Linked DNA regions of Mus musculus: regions 1, 2, 3 and 5 are each linked to region 4. A link is a contact called in public HiCAR-type and HiChIP or PLAC-seq data. All regions are on one chromosome and are shown on one strand. The core of a region is the stretch at or near the end of the contact, and the rest is flanking DNA. Distances in the headings are between cores, read along the strand shown. Region 1 has its middle 53 kb from the start of Gm29922. Region 2 has its middle 71 kb from the start of Gm29922. Region 3 has its middle 86 kb from the start of Gm30266. Region 4 overlaps Plpp3 (phospholipid phosphatase 3). Region 5 has its middle 89 kb from the start of Gm29922.

Region 1 (2,700 bases), core at 109-2,608, 670 kb before region 4:
TCATAACTTTCTGAGAATAGTGAACTCAGAAAGATTTTGTTTGTTTGGTTTTTTTTAGTTCATGGTAGAAGAATGTAGAGGTTGGAAAGATGAGGCAGACAAAGAAATGCAGAGGCTTCTAAACTCAACCAGTAAGGTGTCAAGGATGTCAACTGATCCCAGGAATGTCCTCACAAGAACACAGATATAGGCTCAAGGCGTGAAGCAAAGCACAAGGAGTGGCAGATCACAGGTGTTTGGCCACATCTTCATGTAATTCGCTTATGATTTTGGGGTCTACTTGAGCCCCATGTCCTATCATCTTCCAGACTGTGAAACCCCAACATTATGGCCTGGTAGAGTAGACATTTGGTTTGTGATAACCCTCCAGCTCTCATGGTAATGTGGACATGGTTAAGGGGCCTAGCAAACACATAAGTAGATGCTCACAGTCAGCTATTGGATGGAGCACAGCGCCCCCAATGGAGGAGCTAGAGAAACTATCCAAGGAGCTAAAGAGATCTGCAACCCTGTAGGTGCAACAACATTATGAACTAACCAGTAGCCCGGCGCTCTTGACTCTAGCTGCATATGTATCAAAAGATGGCCTAGTCGGCCATCGCTGGAAAGAGAGGCCCATTGGACTTGCAAACTTTATATGCCCCAGTACAGGGGAATGCCAGGGCCAAAAAAATGGGAATGGGTGGGTAGGGAAGTGGAGGGGAGGGTATGGGGGACTTTTGGGATAGCATTGGAAATGTAATTGAGGAAAATATGTAATAATAAAAATATTAGAAAAAAAAACAGTAACAAGCCTGAGAGATAGAGATGGAGAGAAAGGGACAAGGGGGAGAATGGTTTGAAAGGAGTAGGCATGATACCCCCAGGGAGAAGTAGAGGCAAGTTCAGGAGCACTGGTCCAAGACAGATGAAGCCAATAGGAATGATAGAATCATTGAGTTACAATCTTGGGTGGGATAATAAGACACATTAAAATGTGTTGAGTGTGGAGAGGCTATTAGAAGTAGTATTTATGTTATTCAGAGAACAGCTGTAGACAGCATTTGGTGGTCAGAGGAACCTGCTAGTGGACATACCACTTGGTCTGTGATGAGGCTTGAAGGAATGAGAAAGGGATGTAGAAAAGCCATTGAGGGAAAAGGCCAAAATCCTGCAAATAATGCAACTTGGCTCCTGAGTTTGATTCACTATGGAGGAATTCACCCAAGGCCATTGGCCAACTGGAAGAGCCCAAAGGTCAAGGGCTGCACATTTTTTCATAGAGTTTCTCATTTATTTGAGCTTAAATGAGGCTAAATTCTTAGGGGAAATGAGCACATGCTAAGCATCTCCAAAACCAGGAGGCTTCATAGCCAGGAAACTACGTTGGTCCGATAGTAATACCAATGACTAATACAATACTCTTAGGTCTCCTGTGGTCTGAGTCCCAGGAATCCGAGCTGGCAACAACACAAATAGATGAAGGCAATTATGCAAGAGGTACCTCTGTGACTATCCCTAGAAAAATGATGAGAGGAGTTCCCACTGCAGTGGCCTTATCCACCTATTAGATAGATGTAAATTATCCTGTATGTGGTTAGTCTGGGCTACATCGTAACGATAGCTCTTTAACCACCAACCCCTCTTACTGGTTCTCCAAACACCTTGCTTTATCTTTTTGATTTACCTTTGCTGGGTCCAGACTCAGGACAAGTCATTTTGTAAGGATCCTATTGACCTTTTTAGTTCCAGATAGAAGTTTCTGCTACTGGAATGCTCCATCTTCCCTTGTTCTCCACAGCAACTGGGAATGCTTAATTGTCATAGTTGGGACCTTACAAAGAAACATGAATGGACTTGTTTTCCCCCCTTTATCTGACTGGACTTTCAAATAGAAAATTCAATATAATTGAGTTTGCAGATAGGAATTCCTAAGCTTCTACCACTGGGCCTTCTTGGCCAAAGGACGATCAGCCTATTGTGATAGGGAAATCATGGTGGCAGGAGCTTGAGACAGCTGGTTATATAGCATCCACAGTGACGAATGATGATGTTCAGCCAGCTTTTCCATTTTTATCCAGTCTAGGAATGCAACCCCATGGAATGGTGCAGACTACAGGAATAGTCTTCCCATTCAATTTACTTAATCTAGTTATTAATGGCTTTCAAGTATGCCCAGATCCTAGGTGATTCTAGATCTTGTCAGGTTGACAATCGATATTAACTATCACACTACAAAACGCGAGCTTGCTGGATATCTTAGAAAATGATCTCTTTGGTTGGCTTTTTTCCCCAATATCTTTTACAGGTGCAATATTAGAAGGAATATAAGTTACAGAGGTAAACACAAGTGGATTCAAATCCAAGGTCTACCAGTTGGTTTGTTCTTAATTCATTTAACATCTTTGAGATGACTTATTCTTTTACAAAATTCAGTGATTAATACTGATACTAGTGGGTTATTGTAAGGACTCGGGGGCCCAGTCTACATAAATCCAGCTCAGCTGGATGTCTCAACACTTACTATGTGCCATTTTGACACTAGTGCACATGGAGGATTCACTGCAAATTATTTTGAAAGTCAGGGAAAGTAGAAGTATGGTCTTGGGTAAATGTACCTTCTTCCTAGTTAGAAGATGAAGGAAGAGAGATGCAAATGGCTGGGCAATTCTGGTCTGCTCTGGATCTCTCAGGTACCTAGTAGGCTTAGTTCAGTCCATT
Region 2 (2,700 bases), core at 188-2,687, 690 kb before region 4:
CATCTGTATCTATATTTATCATCTGTCTACTCATCTTGCCTCAATTTACTCTATCTATCTATCTATCTATCTATCTATCTATCTATCTATCTATCTATCTATCTATCTATCCATCTATCTATCTACCTATCTATCTACCTATCTATCTACCTACCTATCTATCATCTATTTATTATCATCTATCCACAATGTATCTAGCTGTCTCCTATCTTCTGTCTATTGTCTACCCACATCTATTATGGGTCTGTCGATCAGAAAGGTTCGATTTACAGAATTGGCTCATGTCCATGGCAAAGGCTAGCGAGTCTGTCAGGTGGCTGAAAAATCAGGTAAGAATTATAGAGTAGACATGGATCGCAAATCTGATAGGCAAGACAGCGGGTCAGAAACTTAGGGAAAGTTCCTATGTTAAAGTATCATGGCAGAATTCTCTCTCTGGGGTACCATGAGATCTGTGCTAAAGTCTTTAACTGAACAAATAAGGCCCACTTACACTGTGGAGGGGATATGCCTTACTATTGTTACCTGAGAAAGTATTTAACAAATATTAATTCCATCTATAAAACATCTTCACAATACACATTCATACCAGTGCTTGACCAGACAACTGAGCATCCTGCCCTAAGCAAATTCTCACACAAAACTAGTCATCTCAACAGACTTGGATTTTTGCTTCTTGTATTTTGTTTTTCTATTTCTTTCTTTGTTCGACTTGGGAAAGCTTTGGAAGACAGCTATATTAAAACCTGACAGCTAATCTGTGTTAGCTATTAGGATTTAATAGCTCAAGATCTGGAACCGAGAGACAACTTTTATTTAATGAACATGGAGATACAATCCCTCCACAGAAGACACTTAGTTTGACTGGGGATTTTGAAATGACTCTGTTGGAACTTTAATGCTTTTAGAAAATGTTCTGGGCGTCGAGCAGGCAATTTCTGTTTCCACCCCCGGTGACAGCTTCTTGCCTTGCTGTGATGGGCAGTGTGCTTTCTTACTTCTGTTTTCTTGCTGGGTCTTTCTCTGACCCTTTCCCTCCTCAGTCAGTACTCACAGGAGTACATTCCAGGTGATCCATCCCTTCACATCGCTATGTTCTCTGGATCATGCCCAAGTCAGCAGAGGGAACCTGCTCTGCACATACTGAGCCCGTCGCCTATTATACTGACTGCCCAGTTATCTTGAGCAGCCTGGGCTGACATCTCATTTCCTTGTGCCCAGCATTCTGGGCACTATATGGTGCACCTTTAATAAATATTTATTCAACATCAACTAAAGTGAAGAATGCAACTCTTGATATTCTTTGTCAACCTTCCAGGCCAAATGAAGTTGTTTTTCTTTTTTCATCCAAGTAAATGACTGTCTGCACAGGAGTTCCTCCAAATGCTTGTCATTGTATCATGAATGTTCTCATGAGGAACAAATAAGAGCCAAGAGGTGACTCTCATCAGTGGAATTTGTGTCAAGTTCACAATTTCCCTTCTTCTCAAGAGCAGAACCTAGTGAGCTGTCCAGGGCTCAGCTCATGAGGAATGGTTTGCCATATAGCCATTGCCCCATGGACTCACCCTGAGGCTGCTCTAGGAAGGAAGACAGCAAGATGACAGGTATGAGTACTAACGACTTCAAGGTGGTCTCCTTTATTGTCCCTGGGAACCTATTGCAGCGTTTGTGCGGATGTGATGCAGTGTGTGAGGAGACAGTGATGGATATGTGTTTAGTCTGAACTGTCCAGCATGGCGGCAGCCCTGTGGGGGCAGCTGCCCGGAAGATGAAGGAAGAGGTGCACGTGACTCATCGTGCGCGGCAGACCATCTCATCTTTCCACAGCTGCCAAGACCACAGCTCTGATCACCATATAATGAAATTTCTAATTTTCTCTTTTCAGAAATAAATGAGATATGTCTTCTGCATGGGGGGGGGGGGGGCCTGTAAAGGATTCAGTTCAAGTCCATTTCATTCCATAGTGTCATGGCACTTATTTTAATTTCTTTAAAAATATTTATTCAGGCTCTGAGCCATGCATTAGGAAGCAATTGTGAAGAAGGAGCCATAAACCCTACCTCCAGGGAACTTACAGTCTAGTTAGGGAGTGTCTCAAAGAAGAGAATGCGAAACTGGGGTCAGCCTCCAGCTGCTCCTGCCACATCTAGAGCATTGGCCCCATGCTGGGAGCCACACTCAGGCTACATGTGTCATGTGCCACTATTTTCACATGCTATACTTTTGAAGTAGACTATGTTATGATCTAGTAAGTAAGGAAACAACCCTCGACTCCTTAACAGACTTTATTCAAAAGCTTTAAGTCAGGGACAAGAGACTTAAACTAAGGATAGATGTCTTTGGAGCCCGATCAACTTCTCATCACTACATCAGGCATCTCTGTATATCTACATGGCCAACCTGGTTGTGTGTTCATCTAAACGCTATGAGTAAAGTGCATGGGAGACTCAGAAGAAGCCTAGTGGATGGGACTTTGGTCCGGGATTCAAAGACTGTGTTGACGCCCATCATGCAGAAGACCTGGGAAAGCACTCTAGAGCTGGGCACAGTGTTGTGCTGGAGTATGTAACGGTCTAGAGCAGTGGTTTTTAGTCTTCCTAATGGAGCGACCCTTTAATACAGTTCCTCGTGGTGACCCCAACCATAAAATTTCTTTTGTTTCTACTTCATAACTGTAATTTTGCTACCGTTATGAAT
Region 3 (2,700 bases), core at 23-2,522, 740 kb before region 4:
GCTTTTCACTGTCACTTACTTGTCTAATTGTCCCCTGGAGGACAGGTGACTGAGCCTTACCCAATAGGGCCTCTAGCTTCTGACCCTAATGACTCTGGTCATTCTCTTGTGGAGCTTCCAGGGAAGAAACTCCAAGTTTTAAAATGTGTGGCAACCTGGGGCTTTCTCAGAACAGTCATCCTCTTAGACAGGCACCTGACTAGAAGGTGTCTATAAACAGCTCCATCCCCAATCCGTGCCTGGGCTGCTGCCAGTCACTGTGCGTAGTTGGGCCCTGCTGTTGTGTTTGGCTGGTATTTATTCTGAGGGGTCAGTGCTACTTGTCAAACTTTATGAATATCATCCCTGTCCATATCCATTTTACTCACTGAATTCTACAGGTTTTTTAATTCTTGAAGAGTTCTAACAACCATACTGTCCCCATCTCGAGGGTCAAGGCACTCCCTCCCACACTTCTCCCTTTTAGCACAGTTTCTATGTTAACTGGTGATGCCTTTTACAGGTAGAGTCATCTTTCTCAAGTATTCTGCCTCTGCATTTCCTTCTGTCTGGCACCTGCCCACATCCCGAGCCTTGTCTCTGTTGACTGAACTAACTACATCCCATTGTCTCAAAGCTTTGGACTCCCACTGTGCAGAAGCCCCAGTTTCCCTTTATGCCTCCTGCTCATCCATGCCCTTCATCTGGTGGCATCGCATGTTTTCCTTCAAGAACCCAACCTTTCCTCATTCCCAGCTGGGAGGATGACACTGGTCCTTTCTGCTACCTAGCAACCCTGCCCTCTGTCCTTATTGCACTTGTCATGTTGACTCATTAAACTTCCACATCCTGCTCTAGACTGGGGCTTCCTCAGAACAGAAGCTCATCTTATTTAGAACAGCAGCCCTGACAGGTGCCCTCAACCCTTTGGTTTGGCTGAGTATAGGTATTTGCACAAGGCACAGTTAAGTTACAGCAAAACACGAAAGATTCCCGCATTGCCCCATTCGCCTTCCTTCCTATTTATTCTCCCTCAAATGCCTTAGAAACACACCCGGACCCCAAGGGTTCACCAAGGGGGCCGAGTAAAGTAGTTGAAAGCTGTTCTTTGATGTTTTTATTTCAGGAAGCTCCTTGAACAGAGGGTAATTATTGTCGTTAATAGCAATGATTTTCCCATAATCTGGTTACATGTCCTATTTCATTTTAACATCAGAGCAGCTGCCTTTAAAACAAGCCTGGGCCTGACGCTGCGGCCAGAGTTTCCTGAAACACACTCTTTGGTCTAATTATTCCACTGCCGGGGCCTGTCTGAGAAGGAAGTCAAGGATGATGGGCAGGATGGGGTTGCCTCTCCCACCCCAAGTCTTTAGAAAACAGAACTTCCGGGGGCTTTTCAGTAACAACTCCCCTTTTCTGGTTCTAGTGAGGCACTTGGGTTTCAGATCTCACCATCTCTGCTGTCCGTCCCCACAAGCCAGCCAAAGCTCTCCAGACGCAAGACCACAGCTCTGAGGGAACGGGTTTACCTTTCCTTTCTCCTGGCCATTGATTGCTGGGGAGACAGACAGCCATATCAGTGCTTTGCAGCCCCTCAGATCTCTTTCCCCACCCAAAGCTTGCTTTACAGAAGTCTCTTCAGATGGTTTTTGCTTTAAAGCAAAACACAAGGTTCAATGCCCTGGGCATTCACTTACCATTTACTGTGTCTGTAGCTGCTGCTGGCAGACTGTCCACCCCACATTGGAGCGTGCGTTTTTTTTTTTTAAAGGGTTTTCTTGGTTTGGGGTTTTCTTTTAGAGTATGCAGTAGGTAATTTACATTTGCTTTGGAACCAGTCAGATCCAGGCCCAGCCCCTTTCCGGCCACCCACTATGCTCCATGGCCTCCAAAGGCAGGTTCTCTGTCTTCTCACATCTCTGAGTTTTAAGTCCTTCCTTATAACATTTGAAGGAAAATGCCCACCTTGCATTGCTGACCTGAGGACCTGGTAAGGCAACTGAGGACACGTTGATGACAACTGACTGTTGCCGTTCTTCTCCTGGCAGGCCCAGTGGGAGAATTTCAGCGGCCTCACTTCTCATTAAATACACCTGGGTTGAAAAATTCAGTTTCAACAATCTGGTGGGGTGGGGATAATGACCTTGTACAAACAATGTATTCAACTAAAGCTCATCTCTCCCGAACACTCAAGGGCTCCAAGGTCACCTGCTGGGCACTGGCTCAGCTCACAGGGGAGGGAAAAAGATACCTCTGGCACTTTTCCTGTAGCGTCAAACCTACCTAACAGCTGTTTCCAATATACTGGTGATTTAGGAAAAAGGTCAAAAATAATACCTTGGGAATCTAAGTCCCACAGCCATGAAAAGTCACGCAGGAGGAGAGAGGTTGTCTTTAATCGGGTCATTTCATTTGATCCATGGTGGGTTTTATTTTATTTTATTTTGAAAATGAAATAAACCTTAAGAAAAAAAAATTGTTTGGCACACATTTTTATACACACTTTCTGGCTTAGGACAGGCTTGGTTCTGTAGTCCTAGCATATATAAAAATATATAAGACAACAAATAGAAACCATGCTGGCTGCCCTGTACTCACTTTTTTGCAACTAAAAGTGTTTTCAGGAACTGTTACAGCCTTTCCAAGCCAAGTGTGATGGTTAGGGCAGGATGTGGAGAACACCTTTCTTTTCCCACACAACCTTATTAAAAGACACCACAC
Region 4 (2,700 bases), core at 144-2,643:
TGCCATTACTGGGGACACAATACCTAGCTCGGGAGTTACAGGGTACAAATGTGGGACAGTGCAGGGAAAAACTAAGTGTCAGCCATCATCAATGGCTGCTGCACTCACTGCCTAGTTATATAAAAATTACTTATTTTCTCTGTGGGAAGGCAAGTAAGAACTAGGAAAAGAAGAAAGGTAGGCACAGCAATATATGTCTTCAAACTCAACACTCAGAAGACTGAGGCAGGAGGATCAAGTTTAAAGCCAGTTTCTGCTATGTATGTAACAAAACAATGTCTCATGTATGTGTGTGTATGTGTGTGTGTGAGTGTACACATACATACATATGAGACTCATATACACATATGTACACAAATACATACATGAGAGAGAGCACACGTGAGTCTGCATGTGCAGACTCGAGCTGGTTACAGAGCCGAGTAGACAGGAGCTTTCTGTAAGGTAGATAGGATCTACTTGCAAAGGCCTACAATTTCTAGAGCTATCTTGAGGAGTGAGTCAGCATAGTGGCAAAAGTCTGTTTTTGATGTCTCATCATGAATCTTCACCTGCTGTGGAGAGAGATGGCAGCCACCCCTAGGGCACACACGGCCCCATCCTGCTGGGATGTAGCCTAGCAAGAGATCACTAAGACCCATGCAGACCAGAAGCCAGAATTCGGTCCTCAGCCCAGCTTCTGCTTCCACGGCAGTGGGTGGCTTAGTCAGCAAACGTTGCAAAGGCTTTTGGCTCGGAGCACATAGTGACAGCAAACTTGACTTGCAGTGCTCAGGAATCCTTGAGGGTTTCAACTCTGCAGACTAAGTAAGTGAGCCCCTTGAAGATAGGAATCACACCGATTACACACTGAGACTTTTAGAAACCCCACCACGTCTCCATACCAGCATGGGATGGATAACATAAAAGCAAGAGAATTTTAGAATCTCAGATGCAAAGGAAAACAAGAGCTGTCTGTCTGGTCAGGGATTTTGCCAAGTGCAGTCCCTTAACCCTCCTGTTTCAGAATCACCCGGACGCTTCGCAAGAGAGATGTCTGAGAATCTGTGGGTGGCCTGGAATGTGCACTTTACCCGACTTTGTAGCAATCTGTGGTATAGACTAAGTAGCCGAGAGAACAGCAGTGGACAGTATGGGAGGGCAATGGAGGGGCTCAAACCCTCTACCTCGGGGCCTCGAGGCTTGTATCCTGGACATAGTAGCTCCTTCAACTCCACGCTGGGATCCACCACAACTTCTCCCACCAGAGCTGCTCCCACCTCTCATTGGTCCCTCATTCTGTACAGTTAATAACCTTCCATTTTGCTGTTACAACACAGGCTTTGATGTGTGGTTCTCTAAATGCTCTATCATGCTTCCCTTTCTAGACTGTGAGCTACTCCAAGGCAAGGAGTTGTGCTGAGTCATTCTGGCCGCCTCCCGGGTGACTACAGACACCAGAGCTGCCTCTCTTCTGCCTACACTTGCAGAAGTGTGCCTTGGCCTAGGGATTTCCTTTCAGGTTTCTAGTGTTCCACACAGAGCTGTCTCTCAAATTGAGTAGAGAATCTTCTTTGGAGAAGAAAGCTCCAGGAACTGATGCACCCTCATGGCCTAGTAACAGTAAGGACTGTATAATGAATGACAAAGTATCTTTGGCAGCCTAGTCTTTTGACTCTAGGAGAGTTACTCAATTCGTAGTCATTGCTTTTTAGCCTCAATAAAAGGCTTTCGGTGGCTGCTGGCACCAGGAATTTGCCAGTGTCTGTGTTAGCCCTGTGCATCTGAAAGGGACAATGATGGGCTAGGATCATGCTGCTGTGTGATGCTCAGCCAGCAATTACAACCTGTTTCTCTTGATGCAGTACAGAATTGAACAATGTTTTCTAATCACCTACTTGCCTTGCATTTGTGTACAACTGGTACTTAAACAACAACAACAACAACAACAAACAGGACTAGAGAGATGGCTCAACAGTTAAAAGCACTTGCTGTTTGTCTGGGGACCCAGGTTCAGTGTTCAGCATCTATAATTGTCCTCCAGTTCCAGGTGATCTGACACCTTCTCCTGTCCTCTCAGGGCAGCAGGCACCCATACAGTACACAACAAACATGCAGGCAAAATACTCATACACATAAAATAAAACTTAAAAGTTAAGGATATCTCTATCTATCTATCTATCTATCTATCTATCTATCTATCTATCTATCTATCTATCTATCTATAGTGTACACTTGCTCTCTCTTGCAAAAGAGCAGAGTTTGGTTCTTGCCCTCACACCTGTGCCCACCCAGTGTCCAAGTTGGCTCCCACCATACCACTGTCTGGCTGTTAGGAAGTAACAAGAGCATCTATAGGTCACCACCAGCATTTAAAAAGATAAAAGAGAAAACGTTAGACAGGACCTGCCAACATGCCAACTAGCAAGCAGCAAGATACAACTGCCTCCTCTGGGTTTCGATTTCCTCCCTCTCAGCAAAGGAACAAAAATAAAAAAAAAAGAGAGAGATTCTTAATGAACTTTGCAAACTATGGAGTGCTGTAACGATACTGTTACCATCTCCTGATTTATGCCTTGGCTTCCTTTCCCTGCCACATCTACGTTCCTGCCGACCTGACAGTGGGGAACTAGGTAGCGAGGTCAGCTTTGGGCATTACTGTCAGACTTTTGTTCAGGGGATGTGGGTGTCATTTCTTCCATCCCTCTTGACTCTGGCAAC
Region 5 (2,749 bases), core at 111-2,610, 710 kb before region 4:
CTTCTGGCTTCCATCACAGGATTTTTATGACAGGAGAAGCCTCCTTCATAAATGTCCACCTTACTGGGACATTCAGGTCTGTATTCAACTGTAAGCATCACGAAACAGTCCTTCCTTTATTCCTGTACAAGTCAGCATCCAAGCATATTGACGAGCACATATATATCTATTTTTATATTTGAATCTTTAATTAATGAAAACTGTGTGAAAGATAATCACTGGCTGTTTTCTTCTTCACTGAGGACTATATCGCGTGACTTAGATAAACTCCACAACTGAGCACTTTGGAGGAGAGACAGTGCCAGTAAATGGCTTTGTTCAAAGGTTCCCTAAATTTTCGTACCAAGGATTTTTCCTTATCTCTTCTCCATCATTTTTAATTTAAAAAGAATTCTATATTTCCACTGTCAAGTATACAAAACATGAAAGCCAATGGCAGAAAGCATGAGTCTTTAGGGTTGACCTAGTGTTACTTGGAAGGACTTGGTGTGTTAGTGAGGGTGTGGCAAACGGGAAGGCGAAGCAGTGTGAGGAGTAATAACTTATGAGAACCCCCTGTCACCATCGTTCTTCTTCCTGGGAACCCACAGAGGAGCTCACTGCTCTGTGTTTTCTCTGCTGCTTTCTGTGTATTGCTATGTGCACAGCGCTCGGACTGCTATGCCTGTGCTCAGCGCTTGCCTTCACTGATCTGAAGTCATCGTTGTTCTTCACACACGTTTGTTTCCGTGTGAGAGTGGACAAGTTATCAATGGGGTCGTGATCACAACATGCTTATAAAAAATAGAGTAGAATATAAATCAGTATTGTCTGTCATTCTTTTAGAATTAATATGTGTAATACTGAGCTATCTTGCTGATAGATTTCTATAGTGTAGAATGCCAAAAATAAATGTGTATAAAAATTGGATTCTAATTACTTCTTTTCAAGGCTTATTTTTAGTTGTTTTGTGTGTGTGTGTGTGTGTGTGTGTGTGTGTGTGTGTGTGTGTGTGTGTGTGTGTGTACGAACATAAATGCAGGCATCTGTGGAGGACATTGCATCCCCTGGAGCTGGAGTTACAGGTGATTGTGAGCCACCTGATATGGGCACTGGGCACCAAACTCCAGTCCGTTGGGAGATAGGTATACAGTCTTAACCACTGAGCATCTCTAGACCCAACATCTTTTCAAATACCATCCACCTTAAACTTATAATTTGATGAATTTTTACAAATGCAGACACTCATGTAACTACTTATAAGTCAGGATAGCTCTCTCAGAGCCCCTCAGAGGTGCTTTCATGTCCCTCTGTAACAACACACTCTATAAAGGTTCCCGTTGTGCCAGATCCTCTCACCCCTGACTCATGGGCTGCCTGTATAACTCACTAAGATGGAATAACTCAGTTGTGACTCACTTGCATTGAGCCTCTTTGTTTTACTATATCACAGATTTGGAGGCTTGCACGAGGCAGAACAATAGTGTATTGTTTCTCAGTGTGGTACAGCGTTCATTCTGTGTGTATGGGGTGTTTGGGGCATCTCCTGATTTGGGGCATCTCCTATTACGGATAAAATTGCTTTGAGCATTCTTGGATAACATGTCTTTCATTACATATTATCTAGATGCTGAGCTGTTTTGGTCATGGTCTCTGCGTCTTTTAGCTTTGACAGATGCTCCACATTTTACACAGGTGCTAGAACCATTTAAGTTGGTACCGGTGGCCCATAATAAGCCCTGGCCCCTCTACACACTTTGAAACACTTGGTATTATGAGGCCTTTTTAGTTCTCTATGGTTTTAAATTTTTTGGTTTTTATTTATTAATTTTTGTGGCCATGTAATAACATCTCATTGTGGTTTTGATAAGTATTTCCTGTTATTGAACATATGATTATTCACTACTTGGCCTATTATGAAATACTTCCTTAAGTATTTTGACTATTAAAACTCTATTATGTTCCCTGACATTATTGATTTCTGGAAGCTCAGATGTTTTCATAAAATATGATTTTTTTGAATGTGTATAATTTAAACTACTTTCATTACCTTTTTACTATCTTGTGTGTGTGCATGTGCATGTGTGTGAATTCTTACTTGTTTGAATGTATAGCTTGCACATACACAAGTGAGCGAGTGTATACGCGGAGGCCAGAGGTTGATGTTGGCTGTGTCGATCTCTCTACCTTATTATTTAACTGAGACAGGATCTCTCACTATCACTGGATCCCATCCATTTAGCCACCCTAGCTAGCCAATGCTCGGGGAAACCCACCCGTGTGTCTCCCTCTGTCCAGGGTTACAGGTACACTCGTGTCTTTTACATGAGTGTCAAGCAGATGAACTCAGGTCCTTAGGGGTTGCACCCAGGGCTTTACTGACTGAGCCATCTTCCTGGCTGGCCTACCCTTTTTTACTAATTTAAAGGCATCGTTTTTTATTTTGATTTTAGTTTCATTTTATGGGAATGGATGTTTTGCTTGCATGTATGTCTGTGTAGCACTTGTGTGTCTCCTGCCTCAGACAGTGCCAGATACCGTGGAGCTGGAGTTACAGACAGTTATGAACCACTGTGTGGCTGCTGGGAATTGAACCTAGGTCCTTTGAAAGAACAGCTCGTACACATAACTGCTGAGCCAATTCTCTGGCCTAATGCACCTTTTTGATGAGCATAAAGTTTCAATGTTACTGAAGTTAAATGTGTGTCTTGTTTAGAGATATTTGTTCACCCTAAGTGTGCATGATGTTCAGTAGGTTTTGTTATTTTAC

The links. HiChIP or PLAC-seq counts read pairs in DNA pulled down with a chosen protein or histone mark. HiCAR-type assays count read pairs that join an accessible place to other places.
Region 1: a contact with region 4 is called in a CTCF HiChIP or PLAC-seq map of the NIH/3T3 cell line, with 5 read pairs. The contact joins two enhancer-like sites. A contact is called at or near these places in 1 of 15 datasets of contacts at CTCF or cohesin (the NIH/3T3 cell line), 4 of 115 datasets of contacts at active chromatin or transcription factors (bone marrow-derived dendritic cells, embryonic fibroblasts, fibro-adipogenic progenitors and 1 more) and 1 of 9 other capture datasets (embryonic stem cells).
Region 2: a contact with region 4 is called in a HiCAR-type map of fibro-adipogenic progenitors, with 5 times the contacts expected there. The contact joins two enhancer-like sites. A contact is called at or near these places in 1 of 484 Hi-C or Micro-C datasets (the C10 cell line), 4 of 115 datasets of contacts at active chromatin or transcription factors (bone marrow-derived dendritic cells, embryonic stem cells, fibro-adipogenic progenitors and 1 more) and 1 of 9 other capture datasets (embryonic stem cells).
Region 3: a contact with region 4 is called in an H3K27ac HiChIP or PLAC-seq map of embryonic stem cells, with 3 times the contacts expected there. The contact joins two enhancer-like sites. A contact is called at or near these places in 1 of 15 datasets of contacts at CTCF or cohesin (the NIH/3T3 cell line) and 1 of 115 datasets of contacts at active chromatin or transcription factors (embryonic stem cells).
Region 5: a contact with region 4 is called in an H3K27ac HiChIP or PLAC-seq map of the NIH/3T3 cell line, with 13 times the contacts expected there. The contact joins two enhancer-like sites. A contact is called at or near these places in 11 of 115 datasets of contacts at active chromatin or transcription factors (the NIH/3T3 cell line, acute myeloid leukemia, embryonic fibroblasts and 4 more).

What each region holds. Positions count from the first base shown.
Region 1 is chr4:105,897,014-105,899,713 of GRCm38.p6, reverse strand. No RefSeq gene overlaps it. Among named protein-coding and RNA genes, the nearest start is that of Gm29922, 53 kb to the right of the region's middle. Within about 2 kb of position 1,358, at least 19 of the 459 cell types and tissues checked have an H3K27ac peak or open chromatin away from gene starts, as enhancers often do. A contact at or near this core is called in the NIH/3T3 cell line and fibro-adipogenic progenitors, where this site is marked.
Region 2 is chr4:105,915,473-105,918,172 of GRCm38.p6, reverse strand. No RefSeq gene overlaps it. Among named protein-coding and RNA genes, the nearest start is that of Gm29922, 71 kb to the right of the region's middle. Within about 2 kb of position 1,437, at least 5 of the 459 cell types and tissues checked have an H3K27ac peak or open chromatin away from gene starts, as enhancers often do. A contact at or near this core is called in fibro-adipogenic progenitors, where this site is marked.
Region 3 is chr4:105,961,328-105,964,027 of GRCm38.p6, reverse strand. No RefSeq gene overlaps it. Among named protein-coding and RNA genes, the nearest start is that of Gm30266, 86 kb to the left of the region's middle. Within about 2 kb of position 1,272, at least 19 of the 459 cell types and tissues checked have an H3K27ac peak or open chromatin away from gene starts, as enhancers often do. A contact at or near this core is called in embryonic stem cells, where this site is marked.
Region 4 is chr4:105,224,459-105,227,158 of GRCm38.p6, reverse strand. The region is part of intron 5 of Plpp3 (phospholipid phosphatase 3); the gene reads right to left. Among named protein-coding and RNA genes, the nearest start is that of Plpp3, 68 kb to the right of the region's middle. Within about 2 kb of position 1,393, at least 140 of the 459 cell types and tissues checked have an H3K27ac peak or open chromatin away from gene starts, as enhancers often do. A contact at or near this core is called in the NIH/3T3 cell line, embryonic fibroblasts, embryonic stem cells and 1 more, where this site is marked.
Region 5 is chr4:105,933,827-105,936,575 of GRCm38.p6, reverse strand. No RefSeq gene overlaps it. Among named protein-coding and RNA genes, the nearest start is that of Gm29922, 89 kb to the right of the region's middle. Within about 2 kb of position 1,360, at least 29 of the 459 cell types and tissues checked have an H3K27ac peak or open chromatin away from gene starts, as enhancers often do. A contact at or near this core is called in the NIH/3T3 cell line and embryonic fibroblasts, where this site is marked.